Regions from separate parts of the Sus scrofa genome. Here regions 1 and 3 are each linked to region 2. A link is a contact called in public Hi-C data. All regions are on one chromosome and are shown on one strand. Each heading gives the region's core, a stretch centred on a gene start, on an enhancer-like site or on the middle of the called end of the contact. The rest is flanking DNA. Distances are from core to core; before and after follow the strand shown. Region 1 holds the start of ZNF8 (zinc finger protein 8). Region 2 holds the start of LOC100738280 (zinc finger protein 132-like). Region 3 overlaps LOC110261340 (a long non-coding RNA gene).

Region 1 (3,598 bases), core at 164-2,663, 130 kb after region 2:
CCCGTAACCTCATGGCTCCTTGTCAAATTCGTTAACCACTGCACTACGACAGGAACTCCCTTCTTGACATCTTCTCAAAGTCCTCATCCCTCAAAATACTCCAGGTAACATCCCATCACTTGGCCTGCTTAAGCAAGAATCCTGTTTCAGTTCAGTTCAGCAAGAATTACCCCCCAACCTCCTGTAAATCCCCACTTTTTCTTGTATTTGGAATTAAGCGCAGTTCTATACTGAAGTCTCTTTTCCCCTATTGCGACAGTTCCCGAACACATTCTGTTCTTACTGCTTTAACTGCTGTCCAGCTCTGGTGTTCTGTGACATGGCTCACTCCCTGCCCCCGACTCCCAGCCACAGCAAAGTAAACTAAGGCCCGGTTGCCTGTCTCATCAATCTGCAACAACACATCTCTCAACACGTGCACATCCGCATACCAAATCTGAAATAAATGCAAATCCCCATGGACAACAATAAAAAAAAAGTCCAGGCGCTTCAGGAATTACGACTTTCTTTAGGCTCCTGCCACGTGGAGAAAGCACTATGCGGAGAACACAGGCAGCGGACACTTTGTCCAGAAACGCTGGAGCTTCGAATCAGGCGCCTTCCCAGATGGCCTTCCGAACAGGCTGCCGAGAACTGCAGTCCCCGCCAGCCCTGCAGGAGCCCTGTATCGCTCCTGCCCCACAAACGCGGTGTGTGATCCCCTGTCCTCACCCCCGGAGACTGCGTCCCGGCCACAGGCTGGGGGCTTCGGGCAGCGGGGCTCTGTTTGGGGGTCGGTGGACTCCGCCCGCGGGAGCATCTCTACGCCAGTTTCTATTACCCTTCCGCAGAGCGGTCGGCCTTCGGGACCGGGGGAAGGGTGTCGAGGGGGCGAGCCTGGTCCTCAGGAACCACCCAAAGTCGCATCCTGGAACCGGAAGGCCAGAGGCCCGGGAAGCATGCGCACTCGAGGACTGGAAGGCCCGGGTTCGAAGCCCGACGCCCTTCTTAACCAGCTAGGTTGGTCCGAGCGCCCCAACCGGGGCTTCCGTCTCCCAGTATATCCAGGGGTTGGGGCTCTAACGCCCGACCCCGCTCCGTGCGCTGCGAGGGCTAAAGGGTCATTATCTGTGGTAGACGCCCTGCCCGGGCCCGCTGCCGTCGTTGTTATTGTTACTATTATTGTTACGGCCTACCTGAAGCCGTTCCTCCGGGGGACCCGTAGCCATCGCCAACGCCGCTGCTTCCTCCTCGGGGTCCATCCTGGGCAGACAGGTGAGGACAGGAACCCTTGGCGACTCCGAACCCAAGAGCCACCCCCCAACAAGGATTTGGGGAATCGCTGCCCGGGGACAATGGCGGCTGCGCGGGCGACGCTGCAAATACAGCTCCCAGAAGGCCGAGCGGCGCCAATGGAAACCTTCGTTCCTGGAGCCTTGACCAATGGGAGCTTCCTGGCGCATGCCCTTCGGCCAAGGGGGCTGTCCCGACTGCGGGCCAATGGGAGCATCCGCTCGCCGGCTTCCCGCCAATGGGAGCCTCAGGCGGGCGTGCAGCGGGACTGGTGGGTGGAGGTCCTCCGGAGTCGTTACGGTGTTGAGGTCTCAGATCTCCCAGCCCACCCTTCCTGGCAGCCTTGCTCTCGGGTGCCCCCGCGCCCATCTATCAAACACCGGATTGCACCCTGGAATGCGACCGCCCAGGTTGAAATTCCGGCCTGCCTTTCCCAGTTGGAAATGCACAGGAGACCTGGGGCTTTTTTTTTTTTTTTTTTTTTTTTGTCTTTTTGCCATTTCTTGGGCCGTTCCCGCGGCAAATGGAGATTCCCAGGCTAGGGGTCGAATCGGAGCTATAGCCGCCGGCCTACGCCAGAGCCACAGCAACGTGGGATCCGAGCCGCGTCTGTGACCTACACCACAGCTCACGGTAATACCGCATCCTTAACCCACTGAGCAAGGCCAGGGATAGAACCCGCAACCTCATGGTTCCTAGTCGGATTGCATTAGCCACTGAGCCACGACGGGAACTCCTGGGGCTTTTCTTGTTTCTCTCTGGCTCGTATACTGCCATTATGCTTAAAACATTTTTATGTTTCAAAATATAAGAACATTTTGTTAATAAAACCGGTTTTAAAGGGCTACCAACTGGGAGGGACACATTTTCTGAGCGCTGATCAACTTGTTTCTCTATTTGGGCTGTTCCCTTTGCAATGGGTCATTTCTGTGGGTCTGTTGGAGTCTATTAAAAAGTTGATTTGAGGAGTCCCCTTAGTGGTGCAACAGCAAGGAATCCGACTAGGAACCATGAGGTTGCCGGTTCTATCCCTGGAGTCGCTCAGTGGGTTGAGGATCCGGAATTGCCGTGAGCTGTGGTGTAGGTCACACAGACGTGGCTCCGATCCTGTGTTGCAGTTGCTGTGGTGTAGGCTGTCAGCTTCGATTGGACCCCTAGCCTGGGAACCTCTATATGCTGCAGGTGCAGCCCTAAAAAGCAAAAAAAAAAAGTTATTTGGGAGTTCCCCTTCATGCTGCAGCAGAAATGAATCCTACTAGGAACCACGAGGTTGCAGTTTCCACCTCTGGCCTCCCTCAGTGGGTTAAAGACCCTGGGTTGCCCCAACTAGGTCTCATATGCCACTTGAATCTCCCTGTGTTGTGGTTGTGGCCCTGGTGTAATAGGGCAATTCCAGCTCCCACTCGACCCTTGGCCTAGGAACTTGCATGTGCCACAGGTGCGGCCCTAAAAAGACCAAAAAAAAAAAAAAAGGTTTATTTGGAGTTCCCTGGTGGCTCAGTGAGTTAAGGATCCTTTGTTGTCAGTGGCTTGGGTCGCTGATGTGGCACAGGCTGGATCCTGGCACAGGAACTTCTGCATGCCATGGATGTGACCAAAAAAAAAAAAGGTTATTAGGAAAGAAGGAAAAGCAGATGTTCATCACAGGCAGTTGAACCAGTACAAATATTTACTTGACCATTTGCTGTATGCTAGGAACCAGGCACAGCAAAGCAAGGAATAGAGATACTCACCTGCCCCCATGGGGCTGCTGCTGTAGACACACAATAAACCACAAACACTACAAAGGGGTGAACGATCACAGTCACTGTGGACACTGGGCATCTGGCTTCCAAGGGGCCGCGATTTCCACACCCTCTTCCATCCCTGTTCTCTCTTTCTGCCCCAGTATCGCCCCACTCCAGTCCAGCGACCGGCTCTTCTCCCTGCTGGGCATCACCCCTGCCACCCCACCCAGGGCCCAACCCCACAGGGTCTGCCCAACCAGGAGGTGGATGTGTAAGGCACAGTCACCAGAGCAGGTGGCTGTGGGAACCACAGATCTGGCAGACTCCAGGAAACAGAATCTGACCACTATTGGGAGCCCAACAAACTTTCCTGGCAGAGTCCCTTTCTCTATAGGCAGAGAGGTCTGGAAGGGTCTATTGCCTTTCTCTCAGCAGAAGGGCTCCAGAGGGTGAAGTGGTGAGTGTTGGGTCTGTATCTTCTCCCTGGGAACACCTCTTGTATTTATTTTAGAATCAAGCCAATGGGCTCATTTGCCCCAGTCATAACTGTGCTGAATCTTGATGATTCTGCATGCACCAGTCTGCATGCTGTTTCCCCA
Region 2 (3,212 bases), core at 236-2,735:
TATTCAATTTTTCTCAGTCTTTCCTGATTATTTACTTATTATTCTTATTTCCCATTCTTACTGTCCTGTGGTGATTTGTGATTTAACAAAATTACAACAATAATATAATAAGAATTTCATCCTGAGAGACTTTCCCCTATTTTAATCCAACTTAGTTAAAACATAGTGTTTATCTATTAATTAGTTATACAGTAAAATTTTAGAGTTAGGATTTTAATGAGGTTCATAGAAGTTAGACATATATCATTCTTGACCAAAAGACACCTAGCTATGAGTTATAGAAGCTTTTAAGTGATATCTAGTTAAGTTGGTTTATATTTTCTTACACTGTCTCCCTGCCATAACGCTTAAAGATAAGCACCAGTCTAAAAACAAGATTTGAGAATGCCAAATTCTTGTGTCTGTGAACTCTTCAAATTGTAAAGACTGGCTGGCCATGGGATGATTTGTAGTCGCCTCCTTTCCATGATGTATTGTACCTAATTGCCCTTAAATTGTACTCACTAAGTTTAGTTAAGATAGAGATCTTTAAACATGATGTATTGTACCTAATTGCCCCTAAATTGTACCCACTAAGTTTAGTTAAAACAAAGATCTTAAAACATGATGTATGGCTGCTATACCATGTAATAGTTGACCAATGTGCTTTTAACACTGTGATGTAATCTGTAGCAAAAAACTGTCTATATAATCAACCACTTATGCCAATAAAGTTTGAGCAGTCCAGCGCCCTGAAAGAAGGGACAAAGAGGCTGTCTCCGTAATTGTTCATTCGCGGACGCCGCATCCCTCTCCCATCGGGAAAAAGAGGACGCTCCCTGGCCGCCGGAGCGGGCCTCTGGCATCACTCTTCATATGTAATCGGAAACCCCATTGATTCCACCTTGAAAAATCTATCTGGAATCTGATTATTTCTCCTACTTCTATTCTGAACAGGCCACCCGGAAAATATCTGCAGCAGCAGCAGCCTCACCAAGCCGCATGCTTTCAGCCCCACCACAACCTCTCTCCCATCAGTGTGTACACACAAACCATCCACTAGGATAGTTTCAAAATCTTACCTAACTCAGATATTGGCCATCCATCTTCTGAAAATTTGCTATGGATCCCAGCACCCTCAGCCTGTCTATAGAAATAGGACTCCTCACGCTCTTGGTCCTTCGCGGTGGAGACATGAGAACTTTCCTAAGTGCTCTCAAGTTAGTCTCACCTCCGAGTCTTGCACATGCACATTCGTCCCCCTGCACCTTTCGCATGATATCATACTGGATTCTGAAATTAATACCGCCTACCTGAGAACGCTCTACCTGAACACCGAGTCCTGGGCTTAGTCGGGAACCTCGGGCACTGGGGCTCAGAGTCCGGCCAGGTGGAGGCCAGGAGACCCTGCCTCATCCGTGCTCAGTCGATCGGCTGGCTTATCACGTCCCCAGCCCAGCTATATGCTGGGTCATCACCTCGGTATGGTTGACTTTCGAACCAGGGTCTCCTGTTCCGAAAAGCAGATACAAAGCTAAAGACGACGACCCCTGAGTGGCCGCTGACACAGACGGGCTGTGACGGAGGCCGCGGCAAACACCCTCCCGCGGGGCCACTACCTGACAGCCCAGGACACAAGAGCTCGAGGAGCGGAGTGGAGTAGCCGGGACGTTCACTGCGGTCACAGGGCAGGAGGAGCACAGAAGTGGGGACTCCCAGGCTCTCGTACCTACCCCACTCGGACCTCCAAGGGCCCGAGAACCTCCTGAACCTCGTAGGCAGCCCAGTAACTAGGTCCCTTCGCCCCCTGCACATATAAAGGCAGGACACTGGAGCACCAATTCCACCCGGTAGGTCCCGCCTCTGCCTGCTCGGCAGCTCCGGAAACGCCCCTCCCCTAGGCTATCATTGGTCAGAAGCCTCAACCCGACCGGAAATACCCTTGTCCTGGGCTCTCATTGGTCAATACTGGCGCGGACGCTCTGCGACTACCCTTCTGGGTAGTGTGGTTCGTGCCACGTGAGCCCTTACGCGATGTGCGCCCTTCCTGATCACCCAGGCAACGACCAGGCGGCACTATGATTGGCTCAGGAAAAAGTGTCCTATTGGCTGCGACCCTTGATCCCATAAGGTGAGGGTTTGGGCGTTTCCGCGTGGGCAGCAAAGGATGGGACGGGACTTCCGGGGCCTCCATTGCAATCTTCGTTTTTGTAACTGATGGTGTTGTCCACAGACCGCCTTTGGGACTCACGGCGAACCGGGCTGGAGAGACGTGCTGGGGCCCTCACCGGGTCACTCGCTTTTACCCCAGCTGACGGCCCCTCCTTCCTGAGCCTCTGTTTTCCCAGAAGTGGTACGGGAGCAGAATCTCTGTTCCCGCCTTCGCCTCACATTTCTGAGAGGCAGTCCCCATTTCACACCGGGGAAGACTGAGGGCCTGAGTGCGACCATCAGCCTGTGATCAGTCCACCGTGTGTGTGTGTGTGTGTGTGTGTGTGTGTGTGTGTGTGTGAGACTATCAGCCTGTGATCAGCCCGTGTGTGTGTGTTGGGATGACCCGAGGGGCTCTTCCCGATCCCAGCTTCGCGCGGCCTCACCCTGCCCACAGGTTCTGACCGTGCCTGCCGCGTCCCTGATGGACCCAGAGCAGGTGAGTGGCGGGCGCGCCAGGTTCTCACCCACTGGTTTCCCCGCCCTCATGATCCTGTAACCCCTATTAGGGAATGGTGGTGTCGCGAACTCCGCCTGCTCATGAGTCTAGCATCCTGAAGCTGGGCCATAGATTATATGGGCAGGATCACATTAGATAAGGTTTGGAAAGGCGTCCTTGGCACAGGGATCAGCATGTACCAATTGCTGGGATGTGAGTATAAGGTGGAAGTGTTTAGGGAAACCACAGGTCTCCATTTAGTCTGGTGGAAATAAAGAGCAGGGGAACTGGAGGCAGGCCTGGAATGGCAAACTGAGGTACTGAGCCTCTAGTTTCAGAGTGTTGCAAGTCAAGGGAAGTCTGTAGCAGAGCTGGAAGGTGACTGGACTAGGGTCCTTGTCTCTTTTTGGTCATCCCCACAGCGTGTGGCTGTTCCTGGACTAGGAATCAAACCTGTGCCAGAGCAGTGACATCACTGGATCCTTAGGCCACCAGCGAAATCCGGGACTCAGGTCTTAACAGCTCCCTCTGAATGCTGAGTGGAGAAGAGCCTGGGAGATGGGGTGAGGCTGGAGTCAGGAAA
Region 3 (3,529 bases), core at 43-2,542, 250 kb after region 2:
CGAGAAGCGATACGTTTTAAAAAATTAACTCACACAATTAGATCCTGCTGTATAGTGACTAGAACTATATCTAGTCACCTGTGATGGAACATGATGGAGAATAATGTGAGAAAAAGAATGTATATATATATGTATGACTGGGTCACTTTGCTCTACAGCAGAAATTGACAGAACATTGTAAATCAACTATAATAAAAATAAAAATCTTGAAAAAAGAAAATAAAAAATAATAAAATCAGCTCACAGAAGATGACAGCCTCATAAACTGCCACTTAGAAACTTCTGGAATGGGGAATTCCCATCGTGGTGCAGCAGAAATAAATCTGACTAGTATCCATGAGGATGTGATTCCATCCCTGGCCTCATTCTGTCAGAGATCCAGCGTTGCCATGAGCTGTGGCGTAGACTGCAGACGCGCTTGGCTCCCACGTAGCTGTGGCTGTGGCGTAGGGCGGCAGCTGTAGCTCCGATTCCACCTGTAGCTTGGGAACTACCATATGCTACAGGTGCGGCCCTAAAAAGCAAATAAAGTAAAATAAAACAATATAAAATAAAAACCAGAAAATTCTGGAATGGGAAGCAGTCTCCTGGCCCTGTCTACTGAGGATGCCTCTTTTGGGTTTCAGAGCACATCACTTACCACAGATGCTCCTCTTACATTTTCCTCCACTTTAGCGACTCCTGGAACCCCCAGCAGGGGTAGTCTTCGAATTCTGTCAGTTCCCTGCACATGCAGAGCCTCCTTTTTTGCCCCCACATCCCTGTCTCTGGGTGTCGTGTCCCCATCTCTATTTCTAGGGCTGCGGGTCTCTGTCGTCTCCTTGTTTCTGCTTCTCATCTTCCCTGCCTTCATCTTTAGGTCTTCTTTGCCAGGGACTCTGTCTTCCTCATTCTAGGTCTGTCTATTTCTGTCTGCCTCTGTCTGGCTCTCTCTCCACATAGGAGCTTCCCAGTCTCTGGATCTCCCCTTCTCTGAGTCCGACTTCGCCCCTTTGGCCGTCTCCATCTGTCAGTCTCCTTGTGTCTGTCCTCTGTATCTCGCTGTCTCTGGGATTCTGGGCTTCCTGGTCTCGCCATCGTTGGTGTGCGCGTCCTTTTGCGGGGTGGGGTGTCCTCACTTTTCCTTGCCACCTCTGCTCTGCGTTGCCCTCCTTCCTCCCCTGGTCCCTCGGCTCTTCTTGTTTACGTCGTTGCCATGGCATCAAGGACGGCTCAGGCGCCTGGAGGAAGGAGCGAGGGTCTCGCGAGGATAGCTCGGCCTTTAATTGGTTGTCCTCTCTGTCGTCGCGCCTTCGGCCCGCCCCCTTTTCCCCGCTGCCTTCTGGGAGTCGCGGGCTCCGCGCGCTCGCGCAGTCTGTCCCTACGCCTTGGGGCCGGAGGGTTTAACGATCTGACCCGCTGGCGCACGCGTCCGCGTTCGGAGGTGACGGGAGGGGCGGGGCAGGGGTCGGCCCTCGTCGGGGAGAGGCCAGGCATCACTTCCCGTGTGCCGTCGATGGGGAAGGGTCACGAGGCCCTAGATGTGTGTCCTGGGAGGGGGCTCGAGGGCTGAGTGTGCCCCTCATGGGCGCCCAGGTGGGAGCGGGGAGGCCCTGTGTTCGGGAGCAAGGGCCGTGCTTAGCCGTCCTGAGCAGCATCCTGGAATGGAGGTTGTCTCTGCCCTTGGGTCGCCCTGCCTTTCCCCCCAGTCACCCGCGTGGATTCGGTTTGAATGAGGTGCCTGCCTCTGCTCTGGGACCTCCTGGGTGGGCGAGGGAAACCCAGTCGTGGCAGGGCAAGGATGGCTCAGACGGCAGGGGGCTGTGGGGGCCGCTGAGAATTGTTTTTAAACCTTTATAAGAAACTTTCAAATGTATAGAAAAGGTCATAGAACTTCTGCATACCCTTTGTTCACGTTCACCTGTTGTTATATTTGTATCTGCCTCTCTCTCCCGTACCCTCCCTCTTCTCCCTTCCACCGCCCGTTATATATACACCTGTCTCTCAGCTAAGCTGGACATTTCCACCATCTTCACCTCCATACCAGGGTCTGGTCCCTGTTCCCCCGTCACCCCAACAACTTCCTGGAAACATGTCTACTCCTGGGCCCCAGCCAGCCCAGGGCCCCGTCTTCTTTGGCCTTGGGTCTGTGACTTCCTTGAGTTCCCAGTCTTGAGGAGGCATTTGGGGAGCCCAGGCCAGTTGTGAAGGATGTCTCTTGATTGTCTGCCTCTCCTCTTGAGTGGGTCCAGAGTGTGCATTTTTGGCAGAGACTGAGGAAGGCAGCTGAGATACTAAAGACACTCCCTTGCTCCATTTCTCATTCTAAAGGGACCCCTGCCCCCCTTATAGTGGGCGAGTCATCTCTGGGTGAGGCCAGGAGACCCTGTGAATACCCTGAGTCATCTGAGGTGGGAATGTGGAGAGAGGGGGCTCTGGGTGCAGCTAGGCCTGGAGGTGGGGGCCCTGTTTGAAGGCGATTTGTCTCCACCCTTTAGGATCCATTGGGGGTGGGGAGAGGCCTGGCTTGGCCCTGAACTCCCATTTGCTGCATTAATTTTCTTTCTTTTTTTTTTAAGTGCCACATCTGCCACATGTGGAAGTTCCCAGGCTAGGGGCTGAATTGGAGCTGTAGCCGCTGGCCTACACCACAGCCACAGCAACACGGGATCCGGGCCACATTTGCGACCTATACCATGGCTCACGGCTATGCCAGATCCTTAACCCACTGAGTGAGGCCAGGGATCGAACCCACATACTTATGGATACTAGTCGGATTTGTTTCTGCTGAGCCACGATGGGAACGCCCTGCCATATTGATATTTTTATTCCCTTAGATTTTATTCCCAAAACTGAAAATGCACAAACTCACCCAGCACCGCTGCCGCACAAACACAAAACCAGGCCCACTCAGAGAGCGGGCCAAGCCTAGCCCCTCGCTGGGTACCCATAGCTCAGGGACAGGGCAGCGGATCCCAGAGCCAGCCCCGGGCACACTCACTCTAGATTCCCACGTTTTGGGTGACTTTTCACACCTCCTACCTGGCTCTGTGTGTAGACCAGGCCATTTCCAGAAATGGGTGTAGGTTTTCCACTGAACCATTTCAGATTTTCAGTTATTTTAATATCAGGAGCAGTTCTGATACCTCACCCTTTCACATGTTTAGAAACTGAAGTTCCAGTGATATATTTGTTTTAGTGTCAAACTTTGCATGTTTGATGTTACATGTATCAAGTATGTAACAAACACTGTTGGAATGAGTTTACCAACATTGTAACTGTTAAACAAAAGGCATAAACATCTTTGTAAGTGACATTCTTTTGTAATTTTTCTCCTATCCATGAGGGATTTTTTTTGGGGGGGGCAGTGCTGGCAATACCATTCTTACAAACTGAGTTGCCCCCTCCCGTTTTTTATGTTAATTTTTTGTTTAAGGAGTGCAAAACTCTACCGATAATGAACAGCAATTTCTTGGAAATCATTTTGCATGGAATCCGGGTGTGTGGGTTGCAGGGCTGATGTGCTCGAGGGCCCCTGTTTGTTCTTTGG

Evidence for each region. A called contact is a pair of places that touch in the nucleus more often than the background predicts.
Region 1: a contact with region 2 is called in a Hi-C map of heart right ventricle, with 4 times the contacts expected there. The contact joins the promoter of ZNF8 here to the promoter of LOC100738280 in region 2. A contact is called at or near these places in 2 of 47 Hi-C or Micro-C datasets (epiblast stem cells and heart right ventricle).
Region 3: a Hi-C map of omental adipose tissue shows a contact between it and region 2, with 1.6 times the contacts expected there. The contact joins the enhancer-like site here to the promoter of LOC100738280 in region 2. A contact is called at or near these places in 4 of 47 Hi-C or Micro-C datasets (epiblast stem cells, mesenchymal stem cells, omental adipose tissue and 1 more).

The regions. Positions count from the first base shown.
Region 1 is chr6:62,892,432-62,896,029 of Sscrofa11.1, reverse strand. ZNF8 (zinc finger protein 8) reads right to left here and starts at 1,413. Exons shown (of 5, transcript XM_005664944.3): 1 at 1,176-1,413. The coding sequence starts at 1,241.
Region 2 is chr6:63,024,852-63,028,063 of Sscrofa11.1, reverse strand. LOC100738280 (zinc finger protein 132-like) reads left to right here and starts at 1,485. Exons shown (of 5, transcript XM_013998920.2): 1 at 1,485-2,110; 2 at 2,213-2,629. The coding sequence starts at 2,615.
Region 3 is chr6:62,779,159-62,782,687 of Sscrofa11.1, reverse strand. The region is part of intron 1 of LOC110261340 (a long non-coding RNA gene); the gene reads left to right. Among named protein-coding and RNA genes, the nearest start is that of ZNF135, 27 kb to the right of the region's middle. Within about 2 kb of position 1,292, at least 44 of the 83 cell types and tissues checked have an H3K27ac peak or open chromatin away from gene starts, as enhancers often do. A contact at or near this core is called in omental adipose tissue and retroperitoneal adipose tissue, where this site is marked.